Regions from separate parts of the Xenopus laevis genome. Here region 1 is linked to region 2. A link is a contact called in public Hi-C data. All regions are on one chromosome and are shown on one strand. Each heading gives the region's core, a stretch centred on a gene start, on an enhancer-like site or on the middle of the called end of the contact. The rest is flanking DNA. Distances are from core to core; before and after follow the strand shown. Region 1 has its middle 140 kb from the start of sulf2.S. Region 2 overlaps sulf2.S (extracellular sulfatase Sulf-2).

What was found. Hi-C and Micro-C count contacts between places; a contact is called where the count stands out from the background.
Region 1: a contact with region 2 is called in a Hi-C map of the XL177 cell line, with 6 times the contacts expected there. The contact joins two enhancer-like sites. A contact is called at or near these places in 3 of 4 Hi-C or Micro-C datasets (the XL177 cell line, the XTC cell line and animal cap).

The regions. Positions count from the first base shown.
Region 1 is chr9_10S:8,939,675-8,942,722 of Xenopus_laevis_v10.1, forward strand. No RefSeq gene overlaps it. Among protein-coding and RNA genes, the nearest start is that of sulf2.S, 140 kb to the left of the region's middle. Within about 2 kb of position 1,652, at least 1 of the 7 cell types and tissues checked has an H3K27ac peak or open chromatin away from gene starts, as enhancers often do.
Region 2 is chr9_10S:8,693,279-8,696,443 of Xenopus_laevis_v10.1, forward strand. It overlaps sulf2.S (extracellular sulfatase Sulf-2), which reads right to left. Exons shown (of 22, transcript XM_018238155.2): 7 at 3,157-3,165; 8 at 1,556-1,731; 9 at 458-586. Among protein-coding and RNA genes, the nearest start is that of ncoa3.S, 55 kb to the left of the region's middle. Within about 2 kb of position 1,298, at least 1 of the 7 cell types and tissues checked has an H3K27ac peak or open chromatin away from gene starts, as enhancers often do.

The DNA.
Region 1 (3,048 bases), core at 402-2,901, 250 kb after region 2:
ATGGCAGCTGAGATTCTAGCTATCTGTATAACAGAGCATTCTGTCCCAGTGGCTGCACAGATCCTATCTGATCCCCATTGTAAGCAGCAGTCCTGCCCTGCTTTGTGGCTGAGATTCTAGCTATCTTATTTTTTACTAGTAAATAACATAAAAGAGAAAAGTAACTCTCTGGAATTGCTCACAGCATCCTTATTGAAAAGGAATAATATTCAGCACAAGCATTAAGCCGACAAGACAAAAAAATAATACAAAATCCATTTGGCTCTTTATATTAAAATGGCGGATTCCATACTGTGACACACACATATAAGGAGCACTTGGTGCCCCATCCCCGCTGATAGCCGGTAGATTAACTGTCCACACCAATCATCTGGCAGAGCAAGAAATTCCGAGCAGGAGGGAGAAGCTAAATCCTCCCAGGTAGGGAAATAATTGAACTTTTTTTTTTTTTTTTAAATCAAAATGCGCCTGACACAGCCCATCTGTTTCCATGAGGAATCGCTGACATGTGAGCCTGCAACCGCCAACCGCCATTTCTTTCCCTAACATGTTATTGATTGGGTGCTTAGAGAGATCTCTGGATGGAAATAAGGGAAAATCAATAGTAAATCTGTATGATCCACGTATTTTATCTCAGCTTCAGCCGCATGGACAAAAGAATATTGCTATACCATATTCAAGGACAACAAAAGCAACAAATATATGCTTTATGTTTCGGGCTACAATCCCAGTCTGGGGGTGCTAGAACCCAATGATATCTCCAAATCAGGAATGTAATGGATCTAATTGCTAAAGTAAATTCTAAACCTTGTGCTTGATTGTTCTTTGGAAATGGACTCTCTGCCAGTGATGTGTGGGCCAGACAATCCCTGCAAGTAAACCCAGTAGCCAATAAATACCAACTGCCCCTCAGCCAATAATGGGTGGGTGCCAGGCCTGACTCTTTGCCAATAGCTGCTGTGTAACATTCATATTGTTCTCAGAGGTCATAATTGGCGAATTTAAACTTCCTTTAATTTGCTTCAAATGTATAGAGGAGGACACGGTGCTCCAGAATTAAATGTAAAGTAACTCACCATACAGTGAAAGTGGTCCGGGTGCACCAGCCCCAGACCCCCAGCTTTAGGGAGCAGTACAGCAGAAGATAAGGAAGCAGAGCTTCCATGAGCCCATGACTAAGCACCCTAAAAGGTGCGAAACGCGTAGGGTGGATGGAGATGCAGATATATTTTTAATTTTTCTACTAATAAAAATATTTTTTAACTGAATATCTCTGATCCTGTGGATCCGTTTGAGTGCCAGTCAGCTCTGCTTCCTTAATTTCTTTAATTTGCTCCAACATATAAAGGCAGATTACTGCCTACTACTTCAGACTACCATCTGTTTACCCCATCAGCCCCTTTTCATTATATCAATGACACCAGGGAACTAGGGGTAGGCAGAAGAGGCACCTGCCTAGGGAGCAACAACAGGGGGGCGCCAGGCACATACCTGTAAAACCATCTTCTACCTTCCTCTAGTCCCTGTTTGCTACCCTGTGTCCTGCTTTCCTTCCTCCCCTCTATGGCTCTCTCCTCCCATCATACGCTCTCACCTCCCTCCCAATGCTCTCCCTCCCCTCCGATACTCTCCCCTCCCATCCAACGCTCTCCCCTCCCATCCGACGCTCTCCCCTCCCATCTGACGCTCTTCCATCGTTCCCCTGTCTTCCCCTATGCTACTGCACATTCAAGCGCAAGTTGAGTTTGGGCGTGCACTCACATTGAGACGATTACGGAGAAGGGAGCGGGCTGGCCGGCCGGGTTGCCTGGGGCGTCTAGGTCGGCTTGGCCCGGCGCTGAATGACACCTTGACTTGTGTTACTATCGTAGCCCTATTCTGCTACTGCAGGAAATCAAGCACTGATTTTCTTCCTTGTGGTGCTACAGGAGTCCTGTGTCTTCGCTACAGGGGAGAGCAGGTACTCAATGATTTGGCCTCCACCCAGGGTCAGGACAGACTGAGCTATAATACACCTCCTTGAGAACTTCTCTGATCCACAATCACACACACAGTGGAGAGGTGGATGGCATACTACCAACATTTGGAAAACAGAAAGAGGGACAAAAACATATGCCGCAAATTTTTTTGCTTATCGTAAATTGTAACAAATGTATCTAAGTGTGCCTGCCACGTATTCTGGGCTCACTGCCAAAAGCCATTTCAGTTTTAGAAACTTTGTAAACAGGACAGCTGGGAGGTATACTTATGTGACAGTTTCTTCAGAGCCCTGAGAAGAACTCCCTTTGGCTTTCCGTGCCCTGAGAAGAGCACGCTTTGTTCTTCAGAGCCCTGACAAGGACCCCCTTTCCTTCCACACCCTAAATAGAGTGCGCTTTTCTGCCACTGGGGTTCCCTACTGACTTTTCACTCACAGTAATATGTGGGAACCTGAAGCATCTTGCTTTCCCTCTGCTTCTACCTCACAGCAGCACTTCATCTGCAGCACTTCCTTCCCATCAGCTTCTCTCCTACAACTTCCTGTGCAGGCCTGCTTCCCGTCAGCCTCTCTCCTACCACTTCCTATGCAGGCCTTCCTTTCTATCAGCTTCTCTCCTACCACTTACGGTGCGGGCCTTCTTCCTGTCAGCTTCTCTCCTACCACTTACTGTGCAGGCCTTCCTTCCTGTCAGCTTCTCTCCTACCGCTTCCTGTGCAGGCCTTCCTTCCTGTCAGGTATATGCTGGATCCTGATGAAGGGAGGGTGTAGGTGTACCCCTTCCCCAAAATGTTGATTCAATAAATGGTGTAAGCTCCCCAACTGCATAAATTGTGTGTGTATGTGGCTCCGTATATGTTGCAGTTGCTATGGGACAAAGTCAGGTAATTGATCAGCCAATCATGGGGAATCCTGCCTGGTTTTCCTAATTTGGAAAACGGGGCGGAAATTTTGACCCAGGCAGCCCTTCAAATTACCGGGCTTTCCGGGCCAAAACCAGACAGGTGGCAACCCAACCACCAGTTGGGTTTTTGGAGAAAACAGGTGTGCGGTGGATACATTGTATTGAT
Region 2 (3,165 bases), core at 48-2,547:
AGTGCCAAGCAGAGCCTCAATGTAGGTTGACAATCCACATAAGGGCTACAAAATGGCCAATCCCAGCCCTTATTTGGCACCCCAGGAACATTTTTCATGCTTGTGTTGCTCCCCAACTCCTTTTACTTCTGAATGTTGCTCACGAGTTCTAAAGGTTGGGGATCCCTGCCTTAGACAGTACAGTATGAGGGTATAGCTTATTGTGTGCCCAGAACATTCCTGCTCTGTATATCTGTATTTATACATATGGGAAGGAGGTGCCATACTGTTTCCCTTAGACAGTACAGTATGAGGGTATAGCTTATTGTGTGCCCAGAACATTCCTTCTCTGTATATTTGTATTTATACATATGGGAAGGAGGTGCCATATTGTTTCCCTTAGACAGTACAGTATGAGGGTATAGCTTATTGTGTGCCCAGAGCATTCCATCAGAGATCGGGGGGGGGTGCTTCTCACCTATTGACAGGTCTCTCAGTCTCTAACAGTTTCAGAATCGACTTGCCGTCCATTTCTGGTGGAATGTCCAGGCCGGCGATGTCTAGGATTGTAGGTGCCAGATCAATGTTCAGTACAATGTGGGGATTCCTAAAGTAAATAGGATATAAAACATCTTTGTTATTTATTTGTTTCAGATAAATGCATCGCTGTGGGTCCCGGGGAAGCTCCTTGATGTACACGGTCTCCTGTGAAGGTGAAAGGAATGGTCTCAAGAGCAGCAGAAGATAAGATACACCAAGGAGAATCTTCTCCAAAGGCTGATGGGAAAATACATATAACACTATATTTTTAGGCAATGTAGCTAAAGGAGCAAAGAGAGTGGGAGGGGCTTGTTATGTGTAACTGTAATGGGAGTGAGAGTGGGGCTAAATAATTCTCCTCCCATTACAAAGCTCCCAGAATAAGCAAAAATACCGGCCTTCCTATATATCTATCTTTTTTCCCTATTAATAACATTGGGATCGACCGGGAAAAATACTGGCCAGGTGGCAACCTTATTCCCATCAGTCCCTGCCCTAGTAGAGTTTATAATGTAAGGTCTCTATCACGTTTGGGTTGTGGGAGGAACGAAGGTTTATATAACCATATACTGCCCCTTTAAATTCTCTTTCCATGTGGGACTGGGTCGGTATCAGTGATCATAATGTTATTCAGCCAGGGAATAATGTGGCTCCATCTATAGATAATAACAGATCAATACTTTGTCTTCCTGCCACACAGACGCCAGCCTGTGCCGTCAGCTATATGCACCGGCAAATAGTGATGGGCGAATTTGTCCCGTTTCGCTTTGCAGAAAAATTTGCGAATTTCCTGCGAAATTTGTGAAACGGCGAAAAATTAGCGAAACCTGAATTTTGACGCTCGCATCAATGGGATTTATGTTGACGCGCAACGGTTTTGACGGGAGCGACTTTTTTGACTCCATCAATTTTTCGCAAATTTCACCTGGCGAATTTATTCTCCCATCACTACTGCCAAATGACATAACCTTGTGTGTGTATTTATATCTATATTATATCTAAGCCCTCTCCCCAAATAAAATCGCACTTTACATACAAAGATCCTGCGTCCACATTTGGTCCACGGACGTAGAAGGGAACTCGGATGTCGAATTCGTAAGGCATTGATTTTCCTTTGACCAATCCGAACTGCCCGATGTGATACCCGTGGTCAGCGGTGTAAATGACGTAGGTGTTTTCCAGTTCCCCAGTTTCAACCAGCATGTTGTAAACCTGAAGAACAAACCCGATATAAATAAATATATATCTAATTGATAATAGACTGCTGGGGGTTGCCATTATTAGGCACAACACATGTTCCATGGTACAGGACAACTGACTATGGAGGGAAGGGGATTCCACCATCAGCATAGGATTTGGTATAATACTATAAGGGTAGTAGCAGGTCCAGGGATCAATCCTAATGCCATTAGACAATCAAAAACAATACCCAACCACTTTCATTCATTTTCTACCCTTTCTCTTCTCTCTCAGCCCCTAGCCATGTATCATTATCTCCTGCTCTCAATTCCAATTCCAAACCCCATATTTTCATGTCCGTGTCCTTCAATTTCTCCCTCCCCTGACTGCATCGTTCCTCCAAGGGCAGATCAGGCAAAAGGTTGTTATAAAGCCTCCACCAAAAATCATGGGACCCCATAATCTTTACTTAGCAGGACACACCCCTTCCAGGGGGCCTGGGCTTATAAAGCAACCAATCCCCTAGTCCCTGCTGAAAGGGGCCCCAATGGAAAACAAATAAAAGCCCAATTATATTTTACAACAGGCCATGCTCTGAACCAACATGATGGGGCTCCAAAATTATTACTTAGAAGGACAACCCCCAGGGGAGCTTGGGATTATTAGGCCACCGACCATCTGGATCCTGAATAAGACCCCAATTTATACACCAGACCATGTCCTGATCCACCAGTCCCACCCCATTATGCCCAAACCTGTCTATGGCAGGTTCAAACCCCATCACTCCTCTGCAAGCCAACACTTTTGAGGCCAACACATTGGACCTTTAAATCTCTTGGTTCCTCTCTGCCAGGGAGCCCCCTAATTGTTCCCTTCACCCTAAATACGAGTATTTGGGACAGCTGTGTAAGGGTCTTGGACTTGAAGTCCTATCAGGTTCCCAGGGAAAAGCTGCAGGAATCCCAGCATGCACTGTACGTCAAACTTCATCTGAAATGCCCATAGAGACAGTAACACGGGGCCCAATTGAAATAAATAACAAAGAAGCTGATTGGGCGGAACTTGGGAGCGCAGAGCATCACTAAGCCTTAAGGAGCAATGAGACGAGAGTAGGAATTTGCATCCCATTTATTAAGTGCGTAAATAAAAACACTGTGCGGCTGTTCCGCCGATTAATAAAACATTAGAGAGAACAATAAAGCAGATTACTGTGCCGCGGGCTGGCTAATAACTCACAGGAATAGAAGAGATTTCATGCAAATCAACAATATTGTGTTGGGATGCGAATGGGAAGAAAGAGAAAGGACATATTTAAGTAGCCCTCTGTGTGATATTTAAGATATCCCTGGTGTCAGAATGGCAAGAATCTAACGCTATTAATAAATAATTATTGGCTCATGTGGGTGGGAGCTGCCATGTTGTTACAGGTACATGTTTTTGCTACGTTCCACCTCTTACCATCTCCAT